2 separate regions of the Mus musculus genome follow, and region 1 is linked to region 2. The links are chromatin contacts, called in public HiChIP or PLAC-seq maps. All regions are on one chromosome and are shown on one strand. Each heading gives the region's core, a stretch centred on a gene start, on an enhancer-like site or on the middle of the called end of the contact. The rest is flanking DNA. Distances are from core to core; before and after follow the strand shown.

Region 1 (3,753 bases), core at 1,236-3,735, 870 kb after region 2:
GACCGGCTGCCGAGGTGAGATATACAGTTACGCCATCTGCCAACAGACACCTCCTGATATCACTTAGTATCAAACAAATCAAGAAATTCAAGGAACATGGCTCTCTGAACCAACGGCTCTGAGGAGGTAAGAGCCGGTTAGTGGGCCTGGTATTTAATCTGAATTTCCATTTTTACCCTCTTCATGCTTCATGCTCCAAATTTTCTGCCCCTAAAAATGTATAACATTTAGTGTGTTACATGTATTAATTTATTTAGCCCTTTAAGGTTAGTTCTTGCTGTATTTCCCAGGCTGGTCTTAATCCTGGGCTCTAATCCTCCTGTCTCTGTTTCCCAGGTAGTTGGGACTATATGCATATATTATTTTTGCTTGTGTTTTTGAGACAAGGTCTCACAGTAGCCTAGGCTAACCTCAGACTCACAATATAGCCCCAGATGGCCTTGAACTCATTGCAATCCTCCTGTCTCAGCCTCCTGAATGCTGAGATTTTAGGCTTGAGTCACCATACCTATTTTTATTACTTTTAAAAAATAGAAATGTGGGCCAGACAGATGGACCACACACCCGGAGACAGTCATGACCCCCTGTGTCATGGGAGCTCCCAGCCCTGTCTGGCCCAATAGTGGGCTTAGTCCCACGCTCACTGTTTCTTTTTTTTTTTAATTTATTTATTATATGTAAGTACACTGTAGCGGTCTTCAGACACACCAGAAGAGGGAGTCAGATCTTGTTACAGATGGTTGTGAGCCACCATGTGGTTGCTGGGATTTGAACTCCGGACCTTCGGAAGAGCAGTCGGGTGCTCCTACCCACTGAGCCATCTTACCAGCCCCACTTACTGTTTCTGTATAGGACCTTGGCAGTTGTGCCATTGGCTGTATGTGGTGGAGAATGTGAAGCAGGAATCCTGAGCTGGGGCATCTGCACTTTTTTTTTTTTTTCTTCGAGACAGGGTTTCTCTGTGTAGCCCTGGCTGTCCTGGAACTCACTCTGTAGACGAGGCTGGCCTTGAACTCAGAAATCCCCCTGCCTCTGCCTCCCAAGAGCTGGGATTAAAGTTGTGGGCCACTACGGCTTGGCTGGATATATATAATTTTATGTATATGAGTACACTGTAGCTGTCTTCAGACACATCAGAAAAGAGCATTGGATCCCATTACAGATGATTATGAGCCACCATGCTGGGAATTGAACTCAGGACCTCTGGAAGAGCAGTCAGTGCTCTTAACTTCTGAGTTATCTCTCCAGCCCCTGGATGTACATATTTTTACATAGGATTTTAAAAGCGAGACTATAGGGAGGCTCTGCCGGTGCCTGACAAATACAGAAGTGGATGCTCACTGCCATCCATTGGGCTAGAGAAAGGACCTAAGGAGCTGAAGGGGTTTGCAGCCCCATAGGAGGAACAACAGTATGACTCAACCAGTACCCCCAGAGCTCCCAGGGACTAAACCACCAATCAAAGAGTACACATGGTGGGACTCATGGCTCCATCTGCATATGTAGCAGAGGATGGCCTAGTCGGTCATCAATGGGAGGAGAGGCCCTTGGCCCTGTGAAGATTCTATGCCCCAGTGTAGGGGAATGCCAGGGCCAGGAAGTAGGAGTGGGTGGGTTGGTGAGCAGGGAGGGGGGAGGGGGTTTTTGGAGGGAAAACTAGGATAACATTTGAAATGTAAATAAAGAAAATAACTAATAAAAAAAGTGAGACTACAAATGAGAAGAATGGGTTCCACAGAGGAACAGCCAGGACCAGCTGCAAGGGCAGACTCCGGCAATGCTGGACACCGCGCTGCCTAGTGCTTAGGGACAGAGCAAGAGGCCTCCATTTCCAGAGAGCAAATATCCCCCTATTCCTCCCCCACGGGCCCCTGTGTCTCTGCCCTGCCTTGCCCTCACTCTGCAGTCCCTTTAGCCACAGGCCTCAGTGGAGAATGCAAGTTCCAAGCTTCTAGGTGTCCCACACATTCTCAGACTCAGCTTAGGAATATTGCCTGGACAGGTGTACAGGTCCTAGCTCCAACCCAGCCCTCAACCAGCAGCTGTTGAGGGACAGATGAACAGCAGGTGACACATCTGCACTCACCAGGCCACTGCCACCTGTGGCAGGTGGGCAGGGAAATGGGCAACAGGGAGAGGGAGCCACTGGTCCAAGGGGAGGGTCACACAAGCCGGTCTCTGGATAGAATTCTGACCCATGGGAATGGGGCCAGAGGGAACCCCAGGGAGGAAGGTCCAGGGGTCCAGGACAGGAAGGAAAATGGCCAGGACAGAATGCTAGGTATGAGCAGAGATAGCACGGTACACTGGCTGGGAATGCCTGGAAAAGCACACTAAGTGATCTGGTTTACCCCTCGTCAAAAGTTCTGAGGTTTGGAATTTTTTTTTTTTTTTAGGTTTGGAATTTTTGAGTCCTGTATAACTCTGACTAATCTTCATACTCTGGGTAGATAACGATTATTTTGCCAAATAAGGGCATTAAAAAAATCAAACTAAACCCAAACCACAGATCAACATTACGTACTGCTTATGTACATCGTTTCACAGACAGGATTTCAACACACAAAAGGCTGGGACACAAAAAGGAAGTCATTCCTTCCCCAGACATGCCAGACTGCCTGGTTCTCTGACATACGTGTGAGCCTGTGTTGCCTTTGATCTCCTGTGTCCTCAGACAGACGCAAACTCCCTTGCTGAATGGGGTTGAATGGGGCTGGGTACTCAGAGCGACAGGACACATCGGAGTTTGTGGATCCCTCATGTGATGCACATTTTGTTCAGATACAAAGAAGATGGAGGCTGGGTGTGCTGCTTCCAATAGGTCCTGCCTGTGTGGGTCAGGGCCAGCATTACAGGCCTCTGTTCGTTGGGGTAAAGAAACTCTTTTATGGTCAAATGGGCTGGGAAACACTGGTACCAAGCAAGATTCCTGCCTTCCTTTCTCTCTCCCTCCCTCCTTCTCTCCTTTCCTTCTAAAGTGTTCTAATAGAGCCTAGGCTGGATTTGAACTCATGATCATCAGCCACATGAATCCTGGCGTTACAGCCTAAACCATTAATCCTAAACTATAACACTGAGGCTTTTTAAGAGACCTATTACTTATGTTTTCTGTTTCTTCTTAGGAAGGACCTGAATGTGCAAGCCGTCTATGAGAACTGGACCCCAATATTCGGTGTTTCCCTGACCAGCTCAACCATGAAACTGTTTGAGTCCCGTCAAGTTTGAAGAGCTCCTCCATAGCCATGCAGAGAGCTTCACTCATGATTAGCAGTTGTGAGGTTAATAAGGCAAGGCTTACAAAGCAGTTCCATCTCAAGGAGGCCCCAGCAAGCGTTGGTAGGTGACATGCCCACGTGCCCTCCCCGAGGGCAGCCCCTGTACCTCCAGGTCCGAGTTGATGGAGGAGACCTCGGAGGAGCTGCTGGAAGACACTCTGGCCTGGATGACCTGGATGGGAGGGTATGAGGGAGGCTCTTGCGAGGCGGCGTCTCTGGTGCTTGTCTGCCCGTCACCGGGCAGCCTGGTGGCGCTACAGCCTGCCTGCAAAGAGTGAAGGAAAGGGTGGGCAGTGGCACTTGGTTTACGTCACCTCTCAACATGCAAAGCATTCCTGCACGTCAGTATTCCACAGGCACAGATGTGTGGGCTGCAGTGTCTCCTGGACCCTTATTCCTCAGCATCCAGAGGTGGCGGCACCCCTGTTCCCTGTGTCCTTCCAGATATTCCACATGCACACACTCAAATGCACACATA
Region 2 (3,586 bases), core at 235-2,734:
TTCTTGCATTAGCTACCCCCCCCCCCCCACTCCTCCCATGCAGATGGGCTCTTTACCAAACGTGAACTTTCTCTCTCCTGGATACTCTGAATCCAGTGACCCAGAAATAAGACAAATGAGCCATTCAAGTGTCCTTGAGTCCTCACACCTAAAAATGAAGAGGCCCCTTCCGTAAACCCTGGAGTGTTTATGCCACCACCTTTTCCTTGCTTTCTTTCTCAAGGGCAAAGTGGGCTGCTGGCATGTAGTGCTGTCCGCAAGTGCTCCTGGGACAGCAGTCCCCAGCCGCATCTCCTCCCCAGCTGTCCACCTCACCCCCGTGTATCTGCTCCAGATTCTCAGTTCTATCCATCCCCTTCTCCCTACACTCCTAACCCTTATCTCCAGCTCTCTGCTTGCATATCCCACCGGTGGTTTATACTTAAACTAGCCAAAGGGCAACCAGTCCTCCTCCGTTAGACTGTGCCTTCTCTGACTCTTAACTGTTTAGAGACAGGCACTGTGCTATGCGCCAGATAGAAACGTGATAATGTCCCTCTCGGTACAATCAACAACCCACTCACCCGTTTCTACATTTTTTTTGTCTCAATCCTGTCCAGCTTCCTGTCTCAACACACACTGGCTCATTCATATACAGCATCTTTGTTCTTACCATTAGCCTTCATTTTTTTTTACCCACCCCAGCCTGGCGTGCCATTAAAATCCGATTCTGTATAGCTTTCTCTGTTGATAAAAATCAAAAGTCTTAACCGGTCTCACAGAAGCCCTGATTGGTCTCCCGTGAAACTAACTGCCTTTTCTAAATGAAATCACCTTTAACTGGCAGGTGGCCTTTACAGTTATTATCTCAGGTAATCTTCAAGATGTGCCAGCCAGGTGGATAAGGTAGCCATTGTGTGAAATGGGAAGATTCGATTCTCTTCTCAAGTAAGCATCAAATGAAATGGTTAAACCTTAATCAAACAGCTCCTAAAGTGGTTCTGACTCCAGCGTAGCATGAATTTCTGGCCCTGTGCTCTGTCGACTATCCACAACATAGGAAACATTTCAAGATGAACATTGTGCCTTCCTTTCTGACTTTAGTTCGTTTTGCATAGGAGAGTCTCTGTAGAAGACACCGCCCCCTTGGATACCGAGTCTCTTGTGCCTTAGCAGTGGACACCGGGTCTTCCAGATCCTTTCAGTGCTCCAAGGTCAACATGAATCTGTGATGTCCGTGTTTGCTTTCCTCTTCCTGTCGAAGCATCAGCAGTGGTAGGACCCTGGATCCTCAGAGTGGAGCCAGTCAGCGGCATGGTCATAGCAGCCACCACCTCAAGAACAACTTTTACAAAGGAGAAAAGCGGCTGAGGGGACAAATTGGGGAAAGTCACATGAAACATCTTGCATACAAAATATGAAGGAACTCTTGAGGGCTTTTACCTGACTGACACACTCTAGTGAGTCACACTTGGTCACTAAGTAAAGCTCAAGGGCTGGCAAGATGACTCAGCTCGCAAAAGGCACCTGCCTTACATACTGAATTCAATCCCCAGGACTCACGAGGCAGAGAGAGGGAAAACTGGCTTCCAGAGAAGATTGTCCTTGGACCTCCACACATGCACTGTGGTACACTTGTGCCCACACACATTAAGTCAGTAAATAAGCAAATGTAATTTATAATTAAAAACAAACAAACTAACTAACTAACTAACCCTTCAGGGGCAAGGCAGGTGGCTCAGCAGCTAAAAGCACTTGCTGCTCTTTCAGAGGACCTGGCTTCCCAGCCCCTGTCAGGCAGCCATGTCAGGCAGCTCAAAACCAAACCTGTAAATCCAGCTCCAGGGGACCACAACCCTCGTCCAACCGCAGAGGACACTCCCACACTACTTGTGACATATAAACACACAGACTTACACAGGCACATAAATAGAAAGTATACATTTAAAAAAAAAACAAAATGTGGGACAGTGTCAGCATACACCTTTAATCTCAACACTAGGGAGACAGAGGCAGGCAGATCTCTCTAAGTTTGAGGCCAGCCTAGTCTATAGAGGGAGTTACAAGACAGCCAGGGCTAGATAGAAAACCTCTGTCTCGAAAAAATAAGGCAAGGGGTGGGGAAGGCAGACATGGTGGCTCACACCTTTAATGCCAGCACCTGGGAGGCAGAGACAGGCAGAACTCTGAGTTCCAGACCAGCCTGGTCCACAGAACAAGTTCTACGACAGCCAGAGCTACACAGAGAAACCCTGTCTGAAATTCCATCCCCCAAAAAATGCCATTCCTAAGAAAAGGACATTTTTGTATTTGTTGCCAGTGGTAATCCCATGAGCCCAATAGCTTCTCGGTGTATTGCTGATGATGTGGTTGGTGGCAGGAACGCTGTGATGTGTGGACATTGTAGGAGGAAGTGTGTCCACAGAAGACCAGCATGAGCCGCTTTCCTAACAGCTCCTGTGATGGGACCAAGTCAGCCCTGAGTAAAGATCTCCACAAGGGAGGCAAGCACTGGGAGCTAAGGTGAGGAACAGAGGAGCTCAGCGCCTCTTGTGCCCTGAGCCCACGGGAACCCAGACGAGCCCAAGAATTGCAAAGAGTCTTTTATTTTCAAGTTTGAACTCGCTTCACCCACCTAGCACTCACAAGGGACCCTGAGTCCAAAAACATTGGGTTTATATACAGTATAGTTAGGAATAGTGTGGATATTTACAGAAAAGGGGAGTAGAGGGTGGGATCGCACTGAAGCAGGAGCAGGGTTAATGGGTATCTATCTGCTCAAGGACAAGTTTTATAGCCAGTCCTCACTGTCTGTGACCTGACTGTCTGTTTACCTTCCCCCCCCACCCCCCATGGTCTCCCTTGAGCTTGTTATTTCTCTAAGGCCTCAAGGACAGGCACCTGGAGTTTTATCAGCAGGAGTGTTGAGTGCCATTCTAATGCTAGGGGAGGGGGAGGGAGGATGGGAGCCTCTGGTGGGGAACGCAGAGGCAACTGTCTGTACAACACTGAAGTCTCTCTAGTATCCGTAATTCGGGGGTTACAACACACCCGGGGCAGATTCTGCACTGCAACTAACTTTTCAAGTACTATAGAATATTCCAGAAGATTCAGCGTTATCTGGAAAATTTCTCATTGCATCACAGTTCAGGCCCAGGTTCTCTTCATGTGCTTACCCAGATTATCATGGTATGTTTCACCAAAGCACCACATTTCCACGGAGTGCAAAAACAGAGAGTCTGCCTCCCTGTTACCAAGCCACACACTAAAGAGCATTGCAAAACTGGAAACACAATGCACTTCTTACTACGTTTGTTTAAAAAAAAAAAAAAGAGTCATTTTACATATAATTTTATAAGCTAACATGTAAGCTTTTCTCAGTTTAAATCTCTACTATGATAAATATCAGTAGACAACAAACTCTTAGAGTGTTCAATAATTATAATAAGTTTCTTGAGACAGGGGGATTGTCGAAGTCTACCTAGGAGGCTCTCCTTCATCCCTCCTGGCTGTGATTTATGACAGTCAGGGACTCCTGATTTTCCTGCTACAGTAGGTAAACAAATGTTCATTCTGAATGCATGTGTGTACCATGAATGCATGTGTG

Evidence for each region. HiChIP or PLAC-seq counts read pairs in DNA pulled down with a chosen protein or histone mark.
Region 1: a contact with region 2 is called in a FOXA1 HiChIP or PLAC-seq map of pancreatic cancer cells. The contact joins two enhancer-like sites. A contact is called at or near these places in 5 of 115 datasets of contacts at active chromatin or transcription factors (astrocytes, embryonic stem cells, large pre-B cells and 1 more) and 1 of 9 other capture datasets (embryonic stem cells).

The regions. Positions count from the first base shown.
Region 1 is chr16:30,526,031-30,529,783 of GRCm38.p6, forward strand. It overlaps Tmem44 (transmembrane protein 44), which reads right to left. Exons shown (of 11, transcript NM_001384248.1): 9 at 3,382-3,540. Gm52252 (a long non-coding RNA gene) reads left to right here. Exons shown (of 3, transcript XR_003951936.1): 2 at 1-126; 3 at 3,123-3,388. Among named protein-coding and RNA genes, the nearest start is that of Gm52252, 7.8 kb to the left of the region's middle. Within about 2 kb of position 2,486, at least 18 of the 459 cell types and tissues checked have an H3K27ac peak or open chromatin away from gene starts, as enhancers often do. A contact at or near this core is called in pancreatic cancer cells, where this site is marked.
Region 2 is chr16:29,661,762-29,665,347 of GRCm38.p6, forward strand. It overlaps a transcript of Opa1 not described here. Among named protein-coding and RNA genes, the nearest start is that of Opa1, 84 kb to the left of the region's middle. Within about 2 kb of position 1,485, at least 38 of the 459 cell types and tissues checked have an H3K27ac peak or open chromatin away from gene starts, as enhancers often do. A contact at or near this core is called in pancreatic cancer cells, where this site is marked.